Linked DNA regions of Sus scrofa: region 1 is linked to region 2. A link is a contact called in public HiChIP or PLAC-seq data. All regions are on one chromosome and are shown on one strand. The core of a region is the stretch at or near the end of the contact, and the rest is flanking DNA. Distances in the headings are between cores, read along the strand shown.

Region 1 (6,467 bases), core at 716-3,215, 34 kb after region 2:
CGTTCCTGCTCTTGGAGTCATTCATTCTGTGCCCAGTCATCAGCCTGTCAGAACTAAAAGAGAACGTTGGTTGAGGGCTCCGTGTGTGCTGAGTACTGTTCTGAGCGCTTTTCTCATTTACTCTTGACAGCAGCCCAGAGTGGGTGCCTTGGGGAGTTCCCGTTGTGGCTCAGTGGTTAACAAATCCAACTAGGAACCATGAGGTTGCGGGTTCGATCCCTGGCCTTGCTCAGTGGGTTAAGGATCCAACATTGCCGTGTAGGTCGCAGACGAGACTCAGATCTGATGTTGCTGCAGCAAGTGTAGCCCTAAAAAGCAAAAAAAACTCAGTAGGTGACTTTAGCTCCATTTCACAGAAACTAAGTCAAAGAAGAAATAGCTCACCTGGTAATTGACAGAGACTCGACACCAGGCTAGATGTTGGACACCAAAGAGTGCACACTGGATGCATGGAATTTACTTTATCACATAGTCACGCAAAAGTACTGAGCACCACGGGTACCAGGGAAGGAGAGGAAGTGGTGAGCAAGGTCAGGGGCCTGATTTGGGTTGGGGGGTGGATGAAGCTTCTGAGAGAGGTGACCTGCACTGTCGCTGCTTTCAGGTCCTCATTCAGAGAGACCTCCCTGGTCCCTCATTTAAAGTAACCACCCCCGTCGATCTTGATACCCGCCCCCAATCAGCAGCGCCTCACTTGCTGTGAGCTTTTGGTTGCATATCCCTCTCCCTCACCCCTGCCCCACTGCGTTGAGTGTAAGCTTCGTGGGGGCAGGAGCAGTGGACGAGGAGTGATGGAGGGGTTGACGGCAGGAGGGTCACACAGGACCCAGTGGCCTCTGTGAGGGGCTAGGAGGAGGAGGAATACAGCGAACGTTTTAAACGGGAGTGACATGAGCAGATGGTGACTTTAAGCCACGACCCTGGCTGCCTTGGGAGGAGCAGGCAGGGACTGGAGGGTCAGGCCGCAAGGCCACCACAGCTGTCTGGACCCAGGGTGCTGGTGGCTGGGGTTAGCAGGCCGGCCCGTGGAGTTAGAAGTCCAGACAGCGTGGGGACAGTGGGGCTCCTTGTCTGGAGGCCCATGAAGCAATCCCCTCTCGTTTTTCCCTAGGAAGGCCTGCCAGAGAGGCCACGGGAGACCCTTCTTCCAAGTATATTTTCTGTCTCTTCTCTGGGCTTTGGAGGCCCAGGAAGTAAAAACCAAATGGCATTCGGGAGAGCCTCCGTGAGTGAGGCCCACCGTTAATGGAGCACAACAGGGCCTGTTCCCTGGTGGTCTCGTGGTTAGGACTTTCTAGCGCTTTCTTCGCTGCCGGCCCAGTTCAATCCCTGGTCTGGGAACTGAAATCCCACATCAAGCTGCTGCTCGCTGAGGCCAAAAAAAAAAAAAAAAGATGAATGGAGCACAGCAGAATTCCATCTTCACCAGACAGGGCTGCAGGCCCCCCTGTCTGACTCCAATCCTTACCCTGTCTACACCCTACTGCCTCTCCCTTGACCTGGAGAATGAGGGCTGAGGGAGGGTCGGGTGTGGCTCCCCCTGGGATGGAGTCCCACCTTGGCCAACCCCCTCCAGACCCGGGATGCAGCTTCCATCAGCTTCCCTGCGTTGCTCTGGAACCTGGCGGTGTCCTTACCTCTCCAGCCAAGCCAGCTCCTGGAACAGCTTTCGGTGCTGAGGAGGAAGAGTCCCGGCCCCCAGAGGTCCTGTCATTCTTTGGTTACTGTGGGAAGAGGGCCGAGCAGAAGGAAGCAGCAGTGGGACTCAGCCTCCCCCAGGGCTGGATGTCCGGCCCCTCGTCACAGACGTGGAGACTGAGGCTCACCAGGCCTGGCGTTGGCCGCTCAGCTGTTTCTAAGCACTGCCCGCCCCGGGCCAGGCTGCTGAGAAGGCTTCCTGCAGTCACACAGCTAGGTCTGTGGCAGAATACAGAGACGGGGACTCGGGCCTCTCGGCTTCCAGTCCACGACTTTCCCTTTCAGCCACGGAGCTGGTGCCTGGCTGGCTGGGACGTGAGGTCCCGCCCTAGATTCAGACTCAGGGGGCTGGAGTGGAGCCTGGGTTTCTGCATCTTTTCGAAAGTTTCACAGGGGATTCAGATCAGAGCCAGGTTTAGCAGTTACCGCGAGGCCCCCACTGCCTCCGTGTAAATGGCAGGAGGATGAGGGGGAAAACCGGAGCGGATTCCAGAAGATGATGATTTTTGAACCAGACCAGGAAGAGGGTTCTGAACACGGGATATCAAAGACTTTACTTCTCCAGTTACTTCTCTGGGGATCGGAGCTATGGGCCCGGTCTGGGTGGGACTTTGAGGCAGCTTGAAACCTGAAAGCTTCTGTACCTCTTTGCTGAACCTTGGGGGGCCGGGGGGCTCTTAGTCAGTGCAGCTCCTGGGCAGATCCACCCTGCCCCCTCCCCAGGCCCAGGGTGATACCACGTGACTGTGTGACTGCTCTCCTTCACCTGCCGGTGCTTTGTTTGTTACTGTCTCCAAATTTTCCTGAGGGGCCAGACCTGTGTTTTCCTTTGGTTGCTCAAGAGGTCTCAGCCCTGAGCTGCAGAGCCCAGGGGAGCTCAGTCAGCAGTTAGGTCAGGAGTGAACTATGGGGGCGCAGGGTGCTTGTCAGATGGGAACAGCTGATATTTGTCCAGCCCCTTTCAGCCAGGGGCCCACAGCCTCCTTAGGCAGGTGCTTCTCTGTCCCCATGGCCTTCTTGGCAGAGGCCAAGCAGCTGTTAGTCTGTTTCTAGATGATCGTCCAGGGCCCCCGAGAAGGGAGGCTGCTCATGAGGCTCTCAGCCCCCTGAGCCTGGGGCAGAGCCGAGCCTGGAATTTACATCTGGGCCCCGGTTACTGTTCCTAAGACCCAGCCCTCTATTCTGCAGAGGAAAAACACCAGTGTGATCAGCAAGAAGGAATTTTTCCCTTGGTCTCGCATTGATTGGCCTGCAGAAAAGGACACCATGCTTGCTTAGTCATACTTAATCTACATGTAAATGAATTTTCCATTCCCCGAGTACAGGAAGGCAGGGGTCTAGACTGGGAGTTGGGGCCCTGAATTCCACCCAGGCTATGCTAATAACCGGCCCTGGGCAAGTCTCTTCCTCTCTGGTCCTCCATCCTTAACACCATAAAGGAAGAATTAGAGTCCATCCCAGGCCCTGTTACACAGCAGAGCTGCCCAGATCCTGCCCCGCAGAGATCTGATTCAGGGGGTCTCGAGAGGGGTCCCAGGCCTGTGTACCGGCAGGAGTTAAAAGTCTGCCTGCCTGCAAGGTTTTCCAGGCCCCTTTACCCAACTTGGCAAACTTAGGTGACCAGGTGACACGGGCTGTCTTTGATGGATGAGAGGTCAGGGCCCTGAGGAGAACCAGCCGTCGCCCCTTCCCTCAGCTGCGGCCTGTCCTCAAGCCCCACGCCCAGGCCTCCAGGTGGGACTTCAGCCGAAGAGGAGATTCAGTGCTTTACAGACAGCAGGACAGAGTTGGGATTAAAACACGCTCGTGCTGGGTATTCCATTTCAAAACTTCAGCTGAGTGGATGATTTTTTTTTTTTTTTTTTTTTTTTTTTTTTTGGTCATTTTAGGGCCTCACCCATGGCATATAGTGGATCCCAGGCTAGGGGTTGAATCAGAGCTACAGATGCTGGCCTACGCCACAGCCACAGCAGTGCCAGATCTGAGCCATGTCTGTGACCCATGGCTCATGGCAATGCCAGATCCTCAACCCATTGAGCAAGGCCAGGGATCGAACCTGTGTCCTCATGGATGCTAGTCTGATTTGTTTCCACTGAGCCGCAATGGGAACTCCAGGATTTTTTTTTTTTCCACAGCTGAACCCTATCCTGAACTTCTCTTTTTGTAAGCTGGAGGGAGACCAACCTGGGGGCAACCCAGGTCTCAGGGAGATTGAGAAGAAGGGCTTCGTAAATAGTTGAATAATGTGGTTCGATCTCTCCATTTGGATGATGATTCTGGTGGATGTTTTCCTCTCTCCGCCCCTGGGTTCCCTGGGTGAGAATGAGCCTGGGAGATTTAACTTCTAGATTGGTGTCCTCGCCGCCCCAAGCCACCTCCTCAGCCCACATCGGAGCGGCTGCCTCCCCTGTCATTTGGTGTGTCCTCAAGAGAGGCAGACTCCTTTCAGTATAAGTGCAAGGAAGCAATTAGGACAGTAAATCTGCTGTTTAACCAAAAAAAAAAAAAAAGTCCTATGACAGATTTTAAGGTCCTGGAGAAGTGATTTCACACTGAAGGAGGGGGGGAGAGACCTGGCCTTCGATTTAATTTCTCCCAACTTGGGAACAAAGGCTAAGACGCGGTGATCATATTTACGCCTGAAAATGCAGCACGACTTCAAGTCTACTGTGAGGAGTTCCCATCCTGGCTCAGTGGAAACGAATCTGACTAGTGTCCACGAGGATGCAGCTTCAATCCCTGGCCTCGACTAGTGGGTTAAGGATCCGGCGTGGCCCTGAGCTGTGGTGTGGCTTGCAGACCCGGCTCGCATCCTGCATTGCTGTGGCTGTGGCGTAGGCCAGCAGCTGTAGCTCCAATTAGACCCCTAGCCTGGGAACCTCCATATGCCGAAGGTGTGGCCCTAAAAAGGCTAAAAAAAATAAAGTCTGTTGTGAGACAGTCTGAGGTTGTGGGAGTGGCGACGCAACTTCACGGCAGTCTTTCTCTCCGAGCCTCACAGCTTGACAGTAACCCCCACCGTCCAGCCTACACCAGCCCCCTCACTTCCTTTCCTGGGCATTTGTCATGTCAGGAGCAGTGTGCCAAGGGCCGCAGATGATACTCTTTCCATTCAGTCTGCACGACAGCCTCTGGGGGCAGCTTCTGTCATGCCTATTTTACCCCATTTTACGGATGAGAAAACCGAACTTCAGGAGTTCCTGTCGTGGCGCATCAGAAACAAATCTGACTAGGAACCATAAGGTTGAGGGTTTGATCCCTGGCCTTGCTCAGTAGGTTAAGGATCCATCATTGCCATGAGCTGTGGTGGCAGATGTGGCTCGGATCCTGCATTGCTGTGGCTGTGGTTTAGGTCGGCAGCTGTAGCTCCAACTGGACCCCTAGCCTGGGAACCTCCATATGCCGCAAGTGCAGCCCTAAAAAAAAAAAAACGAAAAAAGAAAATAGTTTCAGAGAGGGAAGTGACTTGCCCTGGGTTGCACAGCATGTGAGTGGAAATACTGGATTTGGAGAGGTCTGTGCTCCTTGCCTCTGCTGTCCTGCTCAGCCCAGGAGCCACAAATCACCACACCAGGCTCAAGCCTGTCTTCCTTTCCTGGCTCTTTCTTGGCACAGTCTGTACGTCTCTGAACCCGAGGCTTAGTAGCCACGCAGCCACTGCCTGTCACTGAGCTCCCCACCTGTGCCGCTTCTTTGAGGAGGAGGAGGGGCTATTCATCAGTTTGGACCAGCTCCCCAGCCATCCCAGCCCTGGTGCTCGTGAGCCGCAGTGTCCCAGACTAGAAAGTGGGGCTGCAGGTGTTGTGTGGGCGTCTGGAAAGTGTCCCGGGTTCACTGCAGGGGGCCAGGTGTCCCTTCCTGCGGGGAGTTTGCCTGCATAGGGTACTGCCGCCTCCACAAAGCCCTCCACTCAGCGGCGCCCGACCTTGTTCTGCCTGCTCGGCATTTTGGTTGCTAAATTTACACAGTGTTAGTTTGCCTTCTTCATGAGTGGGTTTTTTTGTTGGTTGGCTTTTTCCCTCTCTTTTTTGGCTGCACCCACAGCATTTGGAAGCTCCCAGGCTAGGGATCAAATCCGGGGCACATCTGTGGCTTAAACAACAGCTGCAGCAACACTGGATTCTAACCCGCTGTGCTGGGCCCGGAATCGAACCAATGCCTCCACAGAGATAAGCTGGATCATTAACCTACTGTGCCACACTGGGAACTGCTTTCATGAGTGTTTTTAAAAGAATAGTAGGAGTTTCTGTCATGGCGCAGTGTCAGGAACCATGAGGTTTCGGGTTCGATCCCTAGCCTTGCTCAGTGGGTTAAAGATCTGGCATTGCCTCGAGCTGGGGTGTTGGTCGCAGGTGCGGCTCAGATCCCGTGTTGCTGTGGCTGTGGTGTAGGCTGGCGGCTCTAGCTCCAATTGGACCCCTAGCCTGAGAACCTCCATATGCCACGGGAGTGGCCCTAAAAAAAATAAAGAACACTAGAGGCCTTTCCTGAAAGAGTTTTCTGTCTCGGGTGGAGCCTGAGCTCCCCAAGGCTGTGTCTCCTCCTCTGTCTTTGCCTCCCTCTCCGCCCTGCCCCCCGGCCAGTTTGGCCCCACACTGACCAGGCCTGCTCTGTCCGACAGGCCAGTCCTTCTGTCCCTGCTGTGGTGGAGCATCACAGCCAGGCGAGCCTGGCCTCCAGTGGCTCCTGGCTCCTGCCTCTTAGCCTGGCTCCCTCTTTCCCGGAAGGATGTTCCTGGTGGGCCTGACAGGGGGCATTGCCTCCGGCAA
Region 2 (6,929 bases), core at 2,916-5,415:
GGGATCCGAGCCGCGTCTGCAACCTACACCACAGCTCGCAGCAACGCCGGATCGTTAACCCACTGAGCAAGGGCAGGGACCGAACCCGCAACCTCATGGTTCCTAGTCAGATTCGTTAACCACTGCGCCACAACGGGAACTCCTATATTTTCTTTCTTAAGTTCAAAAGCTAATCCTCTGTTAGCAGCAGTTGTCTGGGAGCAGCAATCCTCACTCCTGGAATCAAGTCAATAGAAAGGACTTCTAGTTCTCTGAATGTTTAGCTTCTGCTTCCCTCTTTGCATTTACCTGGTGTTTTCACTTCTGAAGTTCTTAAGGCAGAGAGTGCTCAACTGTTTCAGAGAACTTTTGAAGGCAGAGGTTGTGCTTGGTTCACAAAGGGATCCAATATGCTCTCTTTGGCCCAGGAAAACAAAACCCCAGCAGACTGGCTCCCGCCATCTCCAAATGACAGGAAACGGGGAGCTAAGACAGCCTAAATAACTCTTTGGACAGGGCACATGCTCTGCAGGCTCCTATAGTCTCCCCTTCACTCCTCCGGGCTCCCCCACCCCCCAATCTTATCAGACAATGAGCAGCAACATACTCTCAGGACGCACTGAGCTGAGGGGCAGAGCTGTGACTCACACTGGCACAAGCTCCTCAACTAGAGCGGGCACGTCACTATTTCTAGAACCTTGCAGAGAAGAGATTTACCTGCAGGTGCCAACGGGCTTTGGTAATACCACCCCGGCAGTGTAAACAGCTTGGAAGATGCCCTCCAGGTGAACCCGCCGGGTTATCTCCCGGATCAGGACTGGAGCTACTCTCTTGGAGCGCAGCTTCTTGTGGACACAAAGGAAGTTGATCTCCACCATCTTCTTCTCTCTGAAGAGGGAGGAAAGAACTCGGGAACAAGGCTTTTAACACGCAAGGGATCCCTTCAGGCATGGAGCCCCCGGAGGGGCTGGGGCCCGCGGCACAGGCACTGTGCGCGCCGCACTCAGGACTGGGCCCCCTTCTGCCGCTCTGCTCAGCTGTTCCAGGCAAGGGGCCCACTCTCTCCTCAACACAGACCCTACTTCCAAAGGGAAGTGGGACTCAAGCAAACCCCTTTATTTAAGGCACCACCAGCATCTCCCTGGTGAAGCGCCAAGAGCAGGCTAGAGGAGTTCCACCTTGAACTGTCAGGAACCTTCCAGAGTAAGTCAAGGGTGACACTAGGACTTCAAGGGTTCTGACCCCACAAGAATCCACTACAGCCTCTAAACCCAGAAGGCTGTGAGAGGTGGTTTTGACATTTCCAGGGAAAATGAAGAGCAGAGCTTGAAGGTCCATGACTATCTGGGTGTGAGTCACAATGGCCCACTTCTGAAGCAGCTCAAGTGCATGGACACATGCCTGAGCGACACTGAACGGCTGTCCAGGGAGCGGACCGGCCTTCAGGGTGGACCCCTTCCAGGCCAGGTCACAGACAAGAAAACCAGCAATTACAATTCAGAGTAAGACAGGCAGTTTCTATTGTGAATTCCTATTCCCAGGACCCAGGTCCCCTCCCTCCCTTCGTGGGAATTGCTCTCTTTCTTCTATGGAAGGTGTGTGTATGGTTCCCCCCACACCTTCTCACACGAGCAGGGGGGTGAGGAGGTGGGGGGTGGGGCCTGGCGCAGGTGCTTACGTGTCATAGATATGGATGTTTGCTGGGATGGCGCTGATGAACCCAACCAGTTTCCGACTTGAGACCACTCGAACCCCACAGTGCCACTGGGGGAGCCAGCCAGGCGGCCGGAGAGCCCTAGAAGAGAGACCGGGGCTGTGGCTGCCATGCTGCGTGCCAGTGGGCCGGGCGGACTGGGCTCCACCACTGAGTCTGGTTCTAACCTCATGCTACCACCTCCCCAGGAGGTAACAGCTTAATCCTCTTGCTTCTCCTCAAGGCCAAACTCTCCTGGGCACCAATGGGAGGGAGCCATAGCCCTTTCTTTCTGCTCAGTCCACTTGGCCTACTTACTTGCCCAACCCAGGGCTGTAGCCTGAGGATTTCCTGCCTGGTTCCATTTCTTTGTACTCCTTCATCTGACAGCCTGAGCCAGGGCACTGGTCTCCTTGGCTCCCAGAACAGTGGGTCCTGTGGTTGGGAGCAACTGGGGAGCCTCTGGAGCTCTGGGCTCCATCTCCCCCAGGCACCATCACTGGCCCTCTTCCCACTTGGCTATTCTTCTGCTCCCCCAGCCCCTTTCGGGCAGACCCCCTCCACGCCCGCCCGCCCCTTGCCTCCACCTTCCCGGATGTAAAAGGCAACCCAGAAGAGTGGGTGGCTTAGCATGTGAGGAAATGGGCAGAAAACGACTTTATCTTATATCTTAGCAGGTCTCATCCCTCCTCTTCTACATAAAGTCATCGCATAACAATCTGTTCTTCTGGGTACCAGGTCCACAAAGGCTGCCCTCACCCAGTCACTCTGTCTTAAATAAGGTTTCAATTCTAAGCGCCGCTGGAAGCAAGTCTCCTTCAGATGCACACACTCGGAAAGCACACACTCATGACTGCCGTTAAAAGGCTGGCTCTTGGGAGTTCCCGTCGTGGCGCAGTGGTTAACGAATCTGACTAGGAACCATGAGGTTGCAGGTTCGATCCCTGCCCTTGCTCAGTGGGTTGACGATCCAGCATTGCCGTGAACTGTGGTGTAGGTAGCAGACACGGCTCGGATCCCGGCTCGGATCCCGCATTGCTGTGGCCCTGGCGTAGGCTGGTGACTACAGCTCTGATTCCACCCCTAGCTAGGAACCTCCATATGCCCTGAGAGCGGCCCAAGAAATGGCAAAAAGACAAAAAAAAAAAAAAAAAAAAAAAAAGGCTGGCTCTTAGCAGGGAGGAGGAGAAACCTGGTGCCCTGTGCTTGTTCTGCTCTAGGCCTGGCCCCGGAACCCTAAGAAAGCCCTTACAACTCACCACAAAAGAAATTCAGGGGAATAATCAAATCGGAACATGTTGTCATCATCTTCTACATAATTCTCATTCAGGAGGGTGTACAGTTCTTTCAGCTGTAGAGAAATGAGGGGCTGCCTTAGATGTTTGCTGCCAGATGGGGGACCCCCTCCAAAACCTCGGGGCCCCGAGCTTTTCAGGACAAGGCAAACTACCAAAAACGAGGTTTCATCTCATCAATCCTTTCCATCCAGGCACAGCAGGGACTCTTTTTGGAACAAGCACCCTAGTGCTTAACAGGGAACTGAGCCACCAAGGGCTAGAGTGGCAGACTTAAGGACGTCAAGTGGCAGAGCAAGAATGTCACCCAGGAGTTCCCGTTGTAGCTCAGCAGTTAACAAACCAGACTAGTGACCATGTGGGTTCAATCCCTGGCCTTGCTCAGTGGGTTAAGGATCCAGCATTGCCATGAGCTGTGGTGTAGGTCACAGATGTGGCTGGCATCTGGCTGTGGTGTAGGCCGGCGGCCACAGCTCTGATTAGACCCCTAGCCTGGGAACTTTCATATGCGCTGAGTATGGCCCTAAAAAGAAAATAAATAAATAAATAAAAGAATGTCATCCAACGAACCAACCACGCCACCGTTAGGACTTAGGACAAGGGACTGAATGAATGGATGAACAAGAAAAGTGAAAGCATGAAGAAAAGGTATCTGCTTTAAAAGAAAAAAAAAAAGTACCCACTTTGGGGAGCTGCAGGGGTTCACTCTCTTGTGTCATTTATGGGGGCTCATGGGCAGGCCCCAGAGGCAGCAGACGAGGAGTCTGCTCAGACCTGCTTGGCTCAGCTCAGTCCTTGAGAAAGGCCTGGGTGGAAGCATCTCGGTGAGACTACAGGACCCCTGAAAGTGGCGCCGAGTCCATGCTCGTGGCCTGCCCAGGCCTACTCACCACACCACGGTCCCCAAGATCCAAGGCATCCCAGGTGAAGCCCTGGGGCAGGGTGTAGGGCTCCTGGCGGATGTTGTCCTTATCAGGCTCCACGGGACCATGCGTGTTCACGACTTCTCCTGGAGGAAGAACGCAGCCATGAGCCTCGCCCTCTGCCTCCTCGGGGAAGGAAGGGGCTCAGCTCAAACCCTGCCCTCGGCCAATTCCGCCCGGCCCAGGAGCGCTCCGTCTGAAGGACACTCTGTTCTTGGCAACTGCAGACCGTCTCTCCCGCTACCCTTGGCTCTAAACTGAGGGCCAATTCATGGCAAAACTTCAGAACAATCCCTGGGATCCAAGGCGCTTGGTTCCTTGGACACTCTCTTGCAGCTCCCTTCAGTTACTGAAGGACAAACATTTATCTTGACGAGTCTGCCTTCCCACCCCTGGCTGGCATGGAGCGCTGTCCACCCCGGCCTAGGCCCATCGACCTGGGTGGATTTTAAGGAGGTGCAACAAGGCTGCTTTTGTGTCCACAGCAACAACAATGCACTGGGCTTCTTCCCGAACTAGAGATGGCATCTAGGCGCCAGGCTCACCCCAGGCCCTGGCATCCTTAGCTTTCAGCAATGTGGGCCAGTTAACCTCTGCTGCCAACTCAGGCCCTCGGTGTTGACAGAGTCCTGCGAGTGCTTTAGGCTGAATCACTGGGCCTCTGCCACACTGCTGGGAAGTTACCCTCTGACACAGCGGCCCCACTGTGGACAGAAACCCCTGTGGCATGCATGCGGAGGTCTAGGGCTGCTGAGAAGATGGAGCCCTGATTCCCAATCACAGCCAAATCACTCATCTGATAAACTTGGGCAAATCAGCCACTTAATTTTTGGCCTCTGGAATTATTTGGGCCTGGTAGTTTCTACAATTCAGACATTCATGTTCACAACTTGGAAGAATGCAATGCTGAGTACATTTTAAAGGCAGTCCTAAGAGTTCCCTGGTGGTGGTACAGCGGGTTAAGGATCCGGCGTTGTCACTGCAGTGGCCCTGGAGCTCCCACATGCCACAGGCGCAGCCAAAAAACCCCGCAAAACAAAACAAAAGAGTCTTTACAAGGGACCCACTCAGTACATGGCTCCCAGCACAGGGCTCTGTAGATTCTAGGCACTCAGTTCACGCTTTTACTGACATGCAGGCTCCTGGCCCAACACCCCATTCTCACCTGGGCCAGGAAGCTCGAGACCCTCCCAGTGACGACTCCCTGGGGCAGGTGTGGGGAAATGGCCACATCCAGCCACGAGCTGAGGACGACACCTCAGGGCTGAGCACGTAATTCTCACTCAGCACAATCACTAAACACCAGTCAGATACTAGGATAGAGCCGAGAAAAGACAAAGTCCCTGGCGCCGACAGATGTACCACCTTCTGGAGAAATATTCAAGAAGTGAGTCATTACTAACATGCTAAGGGTCACAAGCTGGAAAGTACAGGCAACAATGGGGACACACAACAGGGAAGAATCCAGCTAACTCCTACTCATTAGCTGGCTCCCAAACAGGTTTGCTTGGGAGAAGTTTTTCTTCCCTAGTTTTGAAATTGGGCTTCTGATTTATTCACAAAGTAACCCCTGTGTTTTGTTTTTTTTTTTGCTTTTTAGGGACGCACCTGCGGCATATGGAGATTCCCAGGCAAGGGGTCAAATCGGAGCTACATCACAGCTCATGGCAATGCCAGATCCTTAACCCACTAAGCGAGGCCAGGGATCAAACCTGTATCCTCATGGATCCCAGTCGGGTTCATTAACTGCTGAGCCATGAAGGGAACTCCTGAATTAGTTTAATATGTTAATCCACTTTCAATTCCCTGCCATGTACAATTTTTTGAGCCTAATGACCAAGCCAAGGGCCGGACCCTTGGAAAGGAGCAAGGACTTCTACGCTAGTCTTGTCCAGATGCTACTCAATAACTCAATAGTCTCTATCATTTTGAATTTATTCCCTTTCCAAAATACATTTTTCACTTCAGAACCTTCGTTTCTCTTTTTTTCCAAAATGATTTCCATGGGCAAGATACTGGCAGTCATCCCCACTGTATCACAAAAATCCCAAGGCCAAATGGTGTCCTTTGGGCTGGTTACTAGGGCTCACAAGCACCGTGAATTTCCATCTGCACCTCCGCCGTGTTCACGATGCGCAGGATCCTATGGGGCAGGAGCTGGTGAATGAAACGGGCACAGGTCCTCATCATCAACCAAACAGAAACATCAACCAGACAAGCAAGCAGGCACCTGCCACCCGGCATGACAAGAGCCCGCAGCAGAGAAGTAGCGGTGTTACAGGGCCTGCAGGGTGGGAGGTGGAGGGGTCAGGAAAGAGCTCTCAGAAAAACTATTTAAAGATGAGACCTCGAGGATAATTAAGAATCAGGCAGGGGAGGACTTGGAGCGGGGTACCCTGAGGGAACAGCGTATGGCAGGGCCTGGGGATGAAGGAGGGGAAGGAAAATAGGAGAGGAGGCCAAAGAGGAGAGTTAGGCCAACTGTGGAGAGCCTGCGAGCCACGGCAGAGGCTGCACTTTATCTTTAGGGCCACGGGACATCCTTAACGGGTTTTTAAGGGTAGGGGAGGAAGGAGTGCCATCCCGAGATTGAATTTCGCAAAGAACATTCAACGTGCTTGTCCAGAGACACTACTGAGCGAACTTTTATGCAATATTCAACTGGTGAGTCTTAATCTAGGTGCTGACAAACCAGCACTCTTCGGTGATCTCAAGGCTGTTTGCTGTCTGCAAGCCACAGTGGACAAGAGAGAGTCAGAGGAAACACTGAGAGAGCAGGAGCCACGCTGAACAGACTCGAAATCCAGGAGGCCAGGCAAGCTGAGCGCCGCCTGGGGCTCCGGCCCTGTCCTGCGGCCGGTGCAGGAACCATGGCTTGTGCCACACTGCTCTGTGGAGAGTGGCCCGCCCGCCCCCTTCCAAGGGCCCTTGAGCACCTCTGCCTAAGTAGGTGGTGAACACTCTGCACAGCACAGCAGGAATGCAGCCAGTTGTCCCTAGGTCACTATGAACCAGCCAACAGCTGAAGAGGACACTGGG

The links. HiChIP or PLAC-seq counts read pairs in DNA pulled down with a chosen protein or histone mark.
Region 1: a contact with region 2 is called in an H3K27ac HiChIP or PLAC-seq map of skeletal muscle, with 2.9 times the contacts expected there. The contact joins two enhancer-like sites. A contact is called at or near these places in 22 of 47 Hi-C or Micro-C datasets (alveolar macrophages, blood, embryonic fibroblasts and 13 more) and 2 of 2 datasets of contacts at active chromatin or transcription factors (alveolar macrophages and skeletal muscle).

What each region holds. Positions count from the first base shown.
Region 1 is chr12:18,348,851-18,355,317 of Sscrofa11.1, forward strand. DCAKD (dephospho-CoA kinase domain-containing protein) reads left to right here. Exons shown (of 5, transcript XM_005668727.3): 2 at 6,426-6,467. The coding sequence starts at 6,427. Among named protein-coding and RNA genes, the nearest start is that of DCAKD, 14 kb to the left of the region's middle. Within about 2 kb of position 1,966, at least 30 of the 83 cell types and tissues checked have an H3K27ac peak or open chromatin away from gene starts, as enhancers often do. A contact at or near this core is called in skeletal muscle, where this site is marked.
Region 2 is chr12:18,312,241-18,319,169 of Sscrofa11.1, forward strand. It overlaps NMT1 (glycylpeptide N-tetradecanoyltransferase 1), which reads right to left. Exons shown (of 12, transcript XR_002337086.1): 5 at 3,858-3,976; 6 at 2,932-3,023; 7 at 1,658-1,774; 8 at 697-867. Among named protein-coding and RNA genes, the nearest start is that of NMT1, 22 kb to the right of the region's middle. Within about 2 kb of position 4,166, at least 8 of the 83 cell types and tissues checked have an H3K27ac peak or open chromatin away from gene starts, as enhancers often do. A contact at or near this core is called in skeletal muscle, where this site is marked.